Linked DNA regions of Drosophila melanogaster: region 2 is linked to region 1. Evidence: chromatin contacts called from public Hi-C data. All regions are on one chromosome and are shown on one strand. The core of a region is the stretch at or near the end of the contact, and the rest is flanking DNA. Distances in the headings are between cores, read along the strand shown. Region 1 holds the start of CG43850. Region 2 overlaps CG42784.

Region 1 (6,031 bases), core at 819-3,318:
GGCCAAAGTTCAGGTCAAGCGCAAAGTTTCTGGCTCTGCTCTTGACTTGATTTTCTTTTAATTTTTTCCCGACCCAAAACGAGACAAAGTGGAGCAGCAAGTGTCAGCTAACTGGGCCGACAATTCTTCGTTGAGACCCCATTTCACTTGTTCACATTTCGCATATCACACAATTCGAATAACTTGAACAAACCGGCCTAGCCCCTTATACAACTTTTAACTACTGTATAAGAGAAATGCTAGTAAAAGTTTTAGATATTTGGTGAGTTTTGTCAAAGCTTTTCGCTGCAAAAGCTCAGGAACTCTGTGTTCTTAAGTGTTGAAATTTTGATGTATTAAATTAACTATTTGTTTATCTGTATTTTTTTCATATGTTTTAACTTCATTAAATAATAAATTAAAAAATGGATATTTATTTCTGTAAACTTGTCTTTATAATGTATTAATAAATATTATAAACCCGAATATTACGTCTTTAGAACTGCTATTTCTTTGGGCTTACTTAGGCTCCCTTATGAAATAAACCAACTCATGTGTCGGTTGCGTTTGGTCCTTACTTGGTGGTAATGATGTCGTGGTACTGGTTCCATCTTCATCCACCAGGAGCAGTCGGTGATTGCGCCTATGACATTTCTGCTTCTGGGACGACTTCTTCGCTTTTTCGATTACGTTGCCATTAGGATACTCCTGGCTGGATGACTGTGCCTGTGGTGTGTACTCCAAGAGATCACGATAAACTTTCCACAAACTCTGATCCTCGGAACGGTCCAGCCAGTTAAGCAGATCCTGAATAGTTTTATCATGCCGGTGGGCCACTTGCGAATTAAAGGGCGGATGTTTTCGAGTGGCAAACTGTGCGCGGTAGCCAGTTTTGTTGGTTTTCGGAGTAAGACTGACGCGAAACCATTGCTGATCCTGCGGATCCTCGCCCAGTAGTGAGTATTCGAAGTCAGGAGCTACCGAGGACGTCTCCTGCAGGAGACCCAAATGATCAGTGGTGGACACCACGCTGTTGTTGGCTGCCGTCAACGGTACTTGTCTACGAATGTTGCAATATTGTATTGTTCTAAAGAGTACACAATTAGAAATATTTACCCCAACTGAGAGTATCTGGCCAAATCGGTGGGTACGGCTCTTCCACCGCTGGCTAGCATACACAAAATTATTATTCCCATATACGGTTTGTTCCACATTTTGCCAATTTTCGCTGACTGCTGTAAGGTTTTTGAGTTCACATCGTTATATAGTGTTCATGCTTGGGTTTTGTCACTTTTCCCGGTTGCTGGGGAATCATGTTCTGCGTATAAACCGGCATGTAAAAGTAGCTGAAATGATTACGATTGGACAAATGCTATTTCTCGGATAGCTAACACTGGTGATATACTGTCACGTTTGTGGTTTGAGTTACAATTTTGTATTTTAAATGCTACCTTCTTTGGAATATCTCCCAAATTTGCATATCTTTAGATAATAAATGTGAGATGTTATTTAAACTCTACCTACTGTGTAGTTGTATTGAAAAGCTCAAAACATTTTTGATGGGTGTCACATTTCTCTATTATTAATTAGAAATTAAAGAGGATTTTCCTTTTCCTTCTTGTGGCTAATACGAATATTTGCCTATGGAATTCATTTGGGGAAATGCCACTTGGCCAAGTCACTTCCGGTGCGCTCTTTCCGTTTCCGCTTTGCTCTCGCAACAGCATTGCCAACATGAACGAATGTTATTATCAGTGAAATTGGCGACCTTTCCAATGTGGGTAAACTCTGAAGGATGTTAATCAACAAGGCTACTTTCACTTTAGCACACAGCTAGGACCGCCACACCGCACCCCTTCGTCCTGCGGTGAGCGTGCGCCCGAGAGACGACTTTCTCTCGCCCATTTCTCAGCACACTCTCCATTGCTCTCTGTCAGCCTTTTAACAGCAGCTGAGACGGCACAGCTGTTTGGCATTTTGCGCGCGCACTTTGCTAAAACAAAACGAAACGCATATCACACATACGCGCCGTGGTACGTCGAAGGCAACTCTCCTTGGGCTCGACAGGACTCGGAACCGTTTCGCACGCTCAGTAGACAATCTTTCCTCATTTCGTTAACACACTCACAGCACCTTTAAGCGAACCAATAATAATATACAGAAGAATTTCCCCAAAGCAACAAACAGCAACAGTAGCTAAATGAAATACCCAAAGATAAAACGAATAGATATATAAATACACATAAATTGTTTTCCATTATAAAAAGAGCTTGAATAGATCCGTGTGTTGTTCGCCGACTAATATATTAACCAACTATATTTAATCAAACCATATTAAATTGAATTAACTAAATGTCAACGTGCGTGTCTAGTGCAAAAACCTAAATTCTTCGTCCTGTTGTTGTGGCTGTCGTCTCCTGAAACTTTAAGCGAAAGTATGTTAAAAAAAAATGTATCTCTTATCAGGCAGCTTCGTTTATGCGTGGCACTTTAATGGCAAACAGTCAGAAATGGCCCCATACAAGGCGGCCAACTGGCTTTAACCATTTTATTCATTTTACTTTCTGTATCCTGTTTTATTTGAGCTATTCCTTGGACAAGTTAGCCACTTATCAGTTGAGAAACGAACGCTATGGATTGTAGTTTGTGTGCAGGGTAATTGCTGTGCTCGGTATCTGATAACAATCACTTATTCCCATTGAAAGCCAATCGTTATTATAATTGATGGGCTGCCAACATCATGTGATGTCAGTGAGGGAATATTGTGAAAATGTACAGGACCTTGAATCGTCTAAGAAGTGGTGTCAATAGTATTTTCCATTTAATATGAATTGATTTTGTTATTAAAACAAAAAATCATGTAATTAAAAAACAAAGAACAATATATTCCCTCGAGCTAAGAGTTTGCTGTTACTTAAACCTACATTTTGGGCAACTTAATTGATTTCAAGTTTCACCTTTTGTTCGGCTTATCTATTATTTTTAATTTAATTAAATTTTTGTTTGGCCCATGTTCTTTGAATGGATTGTTCGTTGCCTGCGTGTTCAAGTGGCGTGTAAAGTAATTTAGCAAACCAGCAAACTTTTCGGTGGCGCTTAATTTTTAGCGCAAAACAAATAAGCAATTTCAAGAGGCACAGGGCAGAAACGAACAAATGCGGACTGCGAAAGTCCTTCAGAATGAGCCGAGCGGAGTAGAGTTTCAGCCAGGTTAGTTAAGCGAAAGAAAAAGTTTTGGCCTGGCCATTACTTTCACTTTTTCAGCATTTCAGCTGTTCCCGTGCTTCGCCAATGCAATATTTTCGCCGTTGTCTAAGCCAACTTGGGGCTTCACCTTAGGTGTGTCTACAGTATGTATAGGTATATATAAATATATATATATATATATATTATATACTGGATATGTGCGCTCGAGTGATGGTGCGCGAACTCGTCCTTCAATAGCTCTGCTGTTAGATTTTCCTCATCAAATGCCTTTAAAGCGTTTTATGAACCTTGCTTTTGACTTTGATAACTTTATACTTTAATTTCAAGTAACTTGAACGGCAGACGAGTTTAGACGACTAACTTTCCTAATAAGTTTTCGCTTAGTCGACCCACAAAAGCTTAAAATTTGTTATCCGCTGTCAATGTTATTTTTAATTTTATTTTTTTTTGTTTTTGTTTTAAATAATTAACTCAACTTCCACTTGAAATGAAATATTAATCAAATTCAAAATACCTTTTAAAATTTGATTTTTTCAATGTGTATACTATAAAACTATAATATTATTTATTGCAAAAATATCTATATTGATTTTGATTGTTTTCATTCACAAAATGTTGGTACCTCAATATTGGTTAAAAGTTGTAAAATCCCCTAACATTTTTTCTACTTCTTTACTACCGTTTATTTAAAGAGTGTGGGTGGGCAGGAATAAAAACTAGCTTTTGTGTGAGCTGAGCTATGGTAACTATAAAAAAAAGTGCTACAACACGGTTTGGAGTCATAAATTGTTGATGTTGCTGTTGCCATTTGTTGGTGGTTTCTACCGCCGGTTGTTGTTCCTCCTGTTTTGGCCCTGCAGCTTGACTTGTAATGAATATAAAACTGCCTTTTAACTGCCTTGGCCGTAATCCTTCTCATATCCTTGCCAGCTCGGTTTTTATTCGTGCCCGAGGGTTATGCGAATTCTTTTTCCTGAATTGTTTTACGATCTCCACCTAGAGGCTTTTACTCAACCAAATGGTCGTTCCTCAACACGAAACTTGTTGAAGCAAAGACGAATCAAACAATTGAATTGGAGGAAAAAAGCCGCCTGATTTTTGGCACACTATAAACTTGTGTATAATTTTTGCGAATCTATTTTTCGTTCGCCGCTTTGAATAGAAACGATTTCGACATTTCACTTTTGCGATTTTTTACTCCAGTTCCTGTTTGGCAAGTCGCGTCGTTTTCTTTCGCCAGAGCAACCAGTGTTTTGTGTGAGATAAGCAGCTTGACCGTGGCCACAGCCATCCATAGGAAGTGGGTGTTGGCCTGGACTGGGCATCGCGTGGGAACCGGGCAGGATGAGCAGGACATCCATGGCACAAGGACAGGCGAAAGCGCCCGAGTCTTGGTTATCCAGGCGACGGCACGTACGGAGCCGAAGCGTGCACTGCGAGATGATAATTCGTTGAATATCCAAGCCAGCTTCGAATTTATTCCGTATAGCACCCCGTACGGATGGGTGGGGATCGGGTGGTGGCGGGCTCTGGGAGTGCTAAGTGTTGAGCTGATATGCAAAACAGCTATATGTATTGCTATGGACAAATCCGAATAAAACCAAACCGCACTCTGTTTAGGTATATCGATGGATATTCTGCTCAGACGAAAAGCAATTTTCGAGAATTCAAGGACAAAACCAGAAATTCCTACAATAAACCGTGAAAAGATTTCAATTGAAATATATGTGGGAAGCAATTTTAAAGAGAAAGCCAGTTTTAAAGAATTTATTATTGAGCAAAATATCAAGTAGTTTAATAATACAATTTTAGTAGCACACACAAATATTTTTTGGTACAATTTTTTTGAGCGCACATTTCAAAAAGTCGAAAAATGCATACAGTATACACACATAATTGATAAACTTTTTTTTTATAGTTTTTAGCAAGAGTTGTTTACTGATTTGAGATGAAATCGTATTTATCAAGGCTGCTTTTGGCGCTAACCCACATTGTGAGCAGTCCATTATAGACTCATTGACAGACACTAAGCTGAAAGGATCAAATTAGTCATCTTGATGGGCTGTATATCTTATGGTCGTGCATATATTCCGCTATGTATGCCAAATAAGACAATAACTTCTGGCTTTAATGAGAGTGGCCAATGCCAAAGCCAAAGGCCAACGTGAATTTGTTTCAAAGTCGTTTGGTGGGCGTGTAAGTGGATGCGCATGGATGTGGCTAAGAAGCTACGATGCTGCCACATATGCACGAGTGTTGGTCGGTGGGTTTTTGGCCAGGCCAACGCCTGAATGTCTCAGCGTGAAGTGAAATCTTTTAAAAAGCCTTGAAGTAGTCCGCTGCCAACTTTTCGACAAGACAGCTCTAAAAGTTCAAGTTAAGTGCAGCGGGCAATAGCAACAGCATACCAGCCATACCAGCTAGAAAACATGGCCAACCATCGACGTCGTAGGGCCTTCTATATACACTCCCCAACTGTTGTTGTTATAAACAAGAAGCCAGGAACAGAACTGGCCAAGTTGGCAACTCTCCGGATGCTCCTGCGCGCGCATATACACATTTCGTCGAATCTGGAGAGCCAGATATGCCAGAAAACCGGAGAGCGAAGAGAGAGAGTTGTATTCCCACAGGAACTGAGGACGCAGCTGCTTGCCATCCAGTGGCAAACCCATGTCCTTTAGTATACAAAACGGCAGCGAGCAATGCGTTTGCCATTCGGCCACAGGGAACGCAAAAACGGCGACAATTGGCACTGACAGCAGCCACAATATCAGCGCCAAAAGTTCGCGTCAAATGAAGTGAAAAGTGAAAGTTGCAAACTTGTGCAAAATTATACCCCAGCTTA
Region 2 (7,019 bases), core at 1,052-3,551, 74 kb after region 1:
TTTGCTTTGCATTTGATGTCCTTTTTTCTCCCAACATACCTAACCCACTATCTGTCTGTTCTTCGCTCCTTTTGTATGCCAATTTTGTTTCATTTTTTATTTCAAATTTTTTCGCTTAAGTTCATTACGTTTCGTACTAAGCCCAATACGCATTTGCACATGAAATATTAAAAATATTTTTCTTGGTCTGCCATTGGTGTGTGTTTGAGCATTATGCCGAAGCCAATAAAATATTTTAAATATTTTATTAACTGCAAAGCAGGGCTAGCGAGAAAAACGGTTTCGACCAACAGAATTGCATTGAATATTTACAAGCATTTTCATTGCTTTGATTTGAACGACCCCTCCATGGCGTTTTGTGTAAGGATCCAGCGACTATACTGCAAGAACTGCCAGCTAAGCTTGAGCAATCGTGTGAACTGAGTGCCCATCCACATCAAATATACATGCCTAGGCGGAGAATGAGTGCCTACGAAATGAAATAACTTGATCTTTAATACCACTTATTTAAGGTATCACGTTGGGCGCCAGATTTGAGTAACTTTGGGCCCCACGTTGGGCGCCATATATGACAAAAATCATAAATTGCATAATTAGTGGCTGTTGTAAAATTAGAGAGGTTTAATTAACATACTATCGTCGAAGTAATTAGCATAAATCAGTGGCGAAACTCAACAAGTTTGCCAACCGCCAATTGAACTCAATTTACATTTTGTGAGCTCTCATTCTCTTCTATTTCAATTATCTCAATAAATTAGTTTCATAAGTTTTCATTTAGTTTCATACTTGATTTGTTGGCTTTGATTTTTTTATTTGTAGTCATCAACAAAAGAAAACAACAGACATATGAAACAATCAAACGATAAACTAAAAGAAAGTATGCAACATTAACTAACAACCAAAAACGAACCACCAACAGCAACCACAAAATAAAAAACATAACACTCAAACGCCAAACAAACACTCAAGCAAAATGCATTAATATAAAATAAACAAAATGGTATCAAGTTTTCCCAAAAGATTCTGTAAAGCTTACTTGCCTCTCATTCCCGTTTTCGATCTAGGAGCTCAACTTGATTCAATTGCGAAATTTGTTCCACAAAGTCAAACCAATCAAGAAGTAAACAAAAAATACGCTTGGAAAAATAAGACAAAAAAAAAACAAAGTATTCAAATAAAAAAAAATCAAATTGAATGTTTTACAAAAACGGCAAAATGCAAATAAAAAAAATTTTCCCTTTGACAATGCCGACCGATTCGCGTCGAGTCGACAGCCAAAGTGAAACTTTTGCCTTAAATTGAAATGCACATTTTAATTTCGGCCCGAAACCATTTTTTTGTGGAACATTCACATGTTGAAGCAAGCGCTAAAAACAAAAACAACCCAAGAAAACAAAACGAATAAGGTAGCAGAAAAGAAAAACAGAAAAAAAGAAATACCAAAACGTGTACACAGCATATATTTTGGCTGTGGGTTAAAAGGCTTTTTGGGTGGGAGTATTGTCGTTCTTTCGATTTGGGTTCTGTAAGTCAAAATGCAAATATATTTCCAGCGGTCTGGGTAAGTCAGAGTTGGCGTGATTCCTATAACAAATACAATTTATAAGTACAATGTAAGGAAATGTTTTTTCGTAGCTTAGAAAAGCCTTTGAATTTAGCAATGCCGGCCAAAAACCTAACCAAAATTCAGACCAAATTTCGAGCCCCACCTAGCTAAGCCAATAAAGCGCATTTCATCACCATCAAAAAGTATCTATTCAATTTTCGAAAATAAAGTATTAAAGTGTTATTTTGCCAACAAAATCAAACAAATTTGGCACGTATAACTATGCATACTTTTGGGGCACACTTAGCCTTGAATTATTATTATAAAGGCCCTTAAAAGTATGTATAAAGCCAGTACCGATAGGTTACACATTAAAATCATTTGTGTAAATTGGTTTATGATTTTTTTAAATCTATGTATGTCGACACATGTGGCACTCTTCTGGGAATATATCCGCTGCGAGCTTCAATCGTTGCTTTTTTATAATTTATTTAAGCTTGAATTTAAGCCCTTCTTTTCACACACACACGAGACAAGATTTCTATGGTTTCCTTTCTACTTTCTCTCCTACTTTCTCTTACTCAATGCGAAGCACGCACTAAAACTCCAAAATGAACACCGGAAATACACCCACACACACACTCGTACTCCTGTTAAACACTGTTTTCTATTCATTTCTTTCAAACGCAGGTACGCGACATTTAATTACACCTATTTCACCCCCAAAAAGAAATCAACCCAAAAGTATGCAACGCTTGCTAAAATGAAAATCAATGAAAAATTCAGATCGCCAATTAGGTACAGTCTAAATTTAAGAAGTCTAGTTATTGTGATCCATTACCGATTCTATTCCTCTATTGGTGTCTAAAATTGTAATCACAATGCTCTCTCTCTCTCTCTCTCTCTCTGTATCTCATTATATAATATGTATATCTCTCTCTCTTTTTTGTGCTGTGGCCCGTGCTCTGTGTGACTAAAAAAAACTTAGTAGCGTGCTAGGTTTAGTAGCTTAAATCCATATAAATATGTTTATCTATGTAAATGTGTGAGTGTGTGTGCGCGTGCAATTGTGTGTGTGCGCCAAATTGAACTTTAACATATTGGGACATAAAAACAGCCGGAATTTGAACAACAAACAAAACTATCGTATAATTTTCAACATTTTTTCCTCGCATGTTTGCATTACCTTGCTCGTCATTTTTTATTATATTTTCTGCTCTTCTCTATCTGTAAGTCTATATACCCTTCTCTCTGTCTATATATGCATATATATATATATATTTATATATGGAATGCAAATGTTATTCCGCTGCGTGCATTTTAATTGTCTTGTCGGTCTCGCTCTAATTTCGCTCAGTCAACTCTTTAATAAATTTATCTTGCAGTCTGTGCGTTTCTCGCATGCGCTTAATTACGAACAAGAAAAAAACATTATTTATTTTCCACTGTATATTTTATTTTTCCACACGTGGGTACCAATGGCCTGTCATTTAAAACGGATTATTGCATTGACAGCGGGGTATCTATCAATTTCTTTTTGTATAAAAATCCAAACCAACACCCTTTAAAATGCTTTGTGTAACCATCGAGCCTTTTGCTGACTAACCGCAAGCCAAAGCACAAGAGTGAGTTTATCAACAAGTATCTTTGAACTAAGCACTGCAATATGGCCTATTGACTAACCCACACATGCCTTAACAATACTAATACAACATATTTTCCAAATATTTTAAGTGGCTTGTGGTCATGGCAAAGTTTCTTGGAACCAGATTAAGGATAAACAAACTAATAATGTTTTCTTTGTGGTCTTTAATTTACCTACCTACCTAAAATACCTAAACTCAGAAAAAATTGAAAAAATACTTTGTAATAGATATCAGCCTATTGCTATAAAACCCTCTAAAAATTCTACAAAGCCAGGCTCAAAGTATGTGTATCATCAAACTCCAAGTCTTCCATCCCTGAAAACCCATTCGCAGACAAAATCCTAAAGCTTTTCGATGTGATTCTTCTCGCTCGCAACCTGTATACGTTCGTGTGGTAAGCTTAGCCCAAAACAAAAAGTAACAAAAATGGTGGCAGTAAGTAATCAATGGTAATTCGACAAGGACTTAATCAATTTTCGGTGGCTAATGAAAGGCCTTGGAATGTGGCAGCCGAGAATTGCACAATTTGTGGTCAGCACTCGTGTGTGCACTTGAAAAGCCCGACTTAAACTTGGCTTCTTCTGTCAACTTGACTTACTGCCATTTGTGGCTAAAAAGTTTCCCAGGCTGCCATAGACTATTTCCCCTATTTTTTGCCAAGAACAACAACTGGAAATGAAAGGAAGTCAGCGGGAATGGAAGGGGACGTAAGAGCTCCGGAAAAGGCGAAACTTTGCAGTGCAATGAAATGCAATCGAACGGAACCGAAAACCAGCGACATGCATTTTCCGTTCGTCCCGCTCCATTGTTTTCCACCCAAAAAAAAAAAAAAAAATATGAAGAAATGGAAGAGGAAAATTTGTCGAGTGTCGTTCGAGTGCCTCAGTGCTTGGCGCAGCACTTTAAGCACATTTTATTGCGAACAAATTATGTAGCATATTTTTCAGCGCTTTCTCCACAGCCCTTGGCTTGATTTATAGTGTCGTCGCTGAAATGTGAAATTGAGCGCAGAACAGACTGCTGATCGATGGCTTTTGCTATTTCCTTGACCCATCCCATTTGATTCTTCATAGGTTTTTTTCAAGAGCCGACACATGCATTCAATTAAACCGGGACTCTGGCAGACCGTTTGACATTTTCATTAGGCAAACAAAGGCAAAAGAAACGAACGCGGCTGCGACGTTTACATTTCATGGCCGGATATCCGGCTGCAAAAAGAAAAACCGAAAAGAAATGTCTGCTTCCGTTTGAAGTCCAAGTCCGCAAGACCGGTACTCACACACAGCCACACCACTGTTCACATTTAGCCGCAAAACGACTTTAATTTGCGGTGCCACTGGCGCTGTTTCTCCCCTTGCCTCTTCCATATCGCATATATATATATACATATATATGTATATATTCTATATGGTCTGATTTCATTACACAATCTGCGCTTAAATGCTAACTTTTTCGGTTTCCCGGGTTCCGTTTGGGAAAACTTCGCCACTTTCCTTTGTGGCTTTGCCTTTAAATTGTTTTGTTGGCCAGTCGGGCAGCAGATCTCTCCGGTTGGTTTCCTTGGTCCTTGGCTGGGGATTTCCAGTGGCTGCCTGGTAGTCATTGGGCCCCATGTGTTGCATATGCTCCTCGCATCGATTCGTGCGTTTTACGCGAATTGAATTTAAAATCAAATCAATTTTATTAGAAGTGCCTTCCAAGATGTGGGACAAACAAAATGGGCCAAGCGTATTTTTAGAGTGCAGGGAGTACTTAGCTGTGTGGAAAAATGCAGTTAGAAAATAGTGAATAGTGAATGAATAATGCAAAGAAAGTATCGTTTAAAGAATTCAATTTCAGACTTAAGCCTTTAAAAAAATCTTCCCTGCGTTAACAAATTAAAATGATTTATTGTATTAATTATGTTCTTTTAGCCTGACACATGATTTCTAGCTTAGATTTATATCCAAATGTACCTGATCTCTGATTGAGCTTTCAAACTGCGGTCTGATTGAAGTGCCCAATATGGAGAGCAGCCCCGGGCATTACTTGGCCTAATGAACTGTCTTTGGACCTTGGCTTAATGCTGATTTGTGTACCAAGAGCGTAAGGCAAAGCCGGTACACATTCGCCCCGTGGCCCTGGCCATGTGCCAGTTTCGGGACAGCTCAGCTCCGATTCGCCGCATAGGCCGTGGAGCACCTTGAGCCCAGTCGCCTCAGGATTCCGGACACCAAAACACCCGGACATCAACCGGAAACAAAGACACATCAGGCTGGACTTGGACTTGGTGAAGTGTGAGAAAAGGGCAAGGGCGATGAAGGGCAGCTCGAAAGCTGGGTCTTTCGGTGTCGTTTAGTGAAATTGCCTGTAATGTCTCCTCTCAGTGCCCCTGCATTGTGGTGCTGCTGCATTGTCTAACCACAGTATAGCATTAGCTACCACCTCGTTCTTTACGACTTGGTCGTGTGTCAGCTCCAGCTGCGGCTACTCCTGCATTTTTCATTAGCCTGCGCACTTTTTCTTTCCCAGCCACGTTCCTTGGCTCTCGGCCCACCTGTCCGAACATCCTGTCCCCTTGCCCTCCTCCAGTTGATTTTGCAAGTGCATTTTGCACTTGATTCTGCGCCACTCGGCTCAAGTCGTTGCTTTTCCTCGCAGCTGCATAATAAAATTGTACACGGGCCAAATCGCCGGGGCTGTCGGCATCTGCCTACTTACGAGTCCTGTCACAGATTTGTTTTCAATTGTCGAAAGACAGAGATGTGGGTGCAAACAGATACTCTTGCCCGTGCAGTGAAAATATTCTAAGCTTCGCAGCAAAAGTTTTGAATTGAAATCCACAGCTACAATAATATTATATTCATTTTAAATGACGGTATGGTCCCGCAATCCGTATCCCTAAAAGACCAATAAAGGCATCAAAAATTAACCAATTAGACAGCATTACGATAAATATGTTTTAATTGATTCGACGAATTATCGGCATACAGCCAGTCAGGGCACAAAAGCAAGCCAAGTTGTGCACTTGAACAAACAATCAATGGGCACGAATAAATTGCTGTCATTAATGGCCTACACTTCCTGTTCGCCAGGCAGAAATTGATGACGAGTACATGTTAATTTTCGACGCCGCCAGCCAATTGCGGCAAAACAATTTATTGTTATACAATGGAAACAAAAATCAATGGCGATAATAACAATGGAAAAGCCCACAACTCACTAATCTACGTATAAATGTGACCACTCTGCGGATAACGCTTGTGAGACCTTCAGTGACTAATTATCATAAATTATAGGGGCATTATTGCGTCGGCGACATGTTTAATTAGGGATCTCGTTGTGAGCAAGAAAAATTACCAAACGGCAAGAGAAGTTGAACATTTTCTAGGAACTCTAGTGCAGTTGTCTTTTGCTCTTTAATAAAGAATATAAGCATTACTTTGGACTAAGAATATAAGTTATACACACTTATTTATTGTTGCTATGCAATTAAAAATGCTATTTTCAGCTGATTTTTGGGCATCTTTCGATTTTCCATTAAGTTCTTACACCCAGCTTAGCCCATTTTCCTTCAGAAGCTTTCGTGTGCGGTGTTCATTAGCGTTTTGTCGCCATCATAAGCCAGATCCGATTGAATGAACTTTCGACGCTTTGTTGTAATTTTTACAACATTTCTATTTAACCTTTATTTCTGGTATTGTTTGTTCGCTCGCATTGCGTGAGTTTCAACACAGGGAAGGGCGAAGCTACTTGGTGCCTGACGCCCATATAAATAGCAAATCCATCGAAGGAACAAAGATATCAGCCAACCTGATGATTACAAATTGGCTGTGCGAAATATCGAA

Evidence for each region. Hi-C and Micro-C count contacts between places; a contact is called where the count stands out from the background.
Region 2: a Hi-C map of the Kc167 cell line shows a contact between it and region 1, with 1.9 times the contacts expected there. The contact joins the enhancer-like site here to the promoter of CG43850 in region 1. A contact is called at or near these places in 31 of 107 Hi-C or Micro-C datasets (the Clone 8 cell line, the D17-c3 cell line, the Kc167 cell line and 10 more) and 2 of 6 datasets of contacts at active chromatin or transcription factors (both in the Kc167 cell line).

The regions. Positions count from the first base shown.
Region 1 is chr2L:13,413,363-13,419,393 of dm6, forward strand. CG43850 reads left to right here and starts at 2,069. Exons shown (of 2, transcript NM_001273515.2): 1 at 2,069-2,414. CG16956 reads right to left here and starts at 1,213. Exons shown (of 2, transcript NM_135810.2): 1 at 1,096-1,213; 2 at 421-1,039. The coding sequence starts at 1,154. The coding sequence ends at 499. It overlaps CG42784, which reads left to right and starts at 2,069. Exons shown (of 9, transcript NM_001201869.3): 1 at 2,069-2,414. It overlaps Flad2 (Flavin adenine dinucleotide synthetase 2), which reads left to right. Exons shown (of 1, transcript NM_135809.2): 1 at 1-354.
Region 2 is chr2L:13,487,235-13,494,253 of dm6, forward strand. The region is part of intron 4 of CG42784; the gene reads left to right. The region is part of intron 2 of CG46308; the gene reads left to right. Among named protein-coding and RNA genes, the nearest start is that of CG46308, 29 kb to the left of the region's middle. Within about 2 kb of position 2,302, at least 7 of the 39 cell types and tissues checked have an H3K27ac peak or open chromatin away from gene starts, as enhancers often do. A contact at or near this core is called in the Kc167 cell line and ovary, where this site is marked.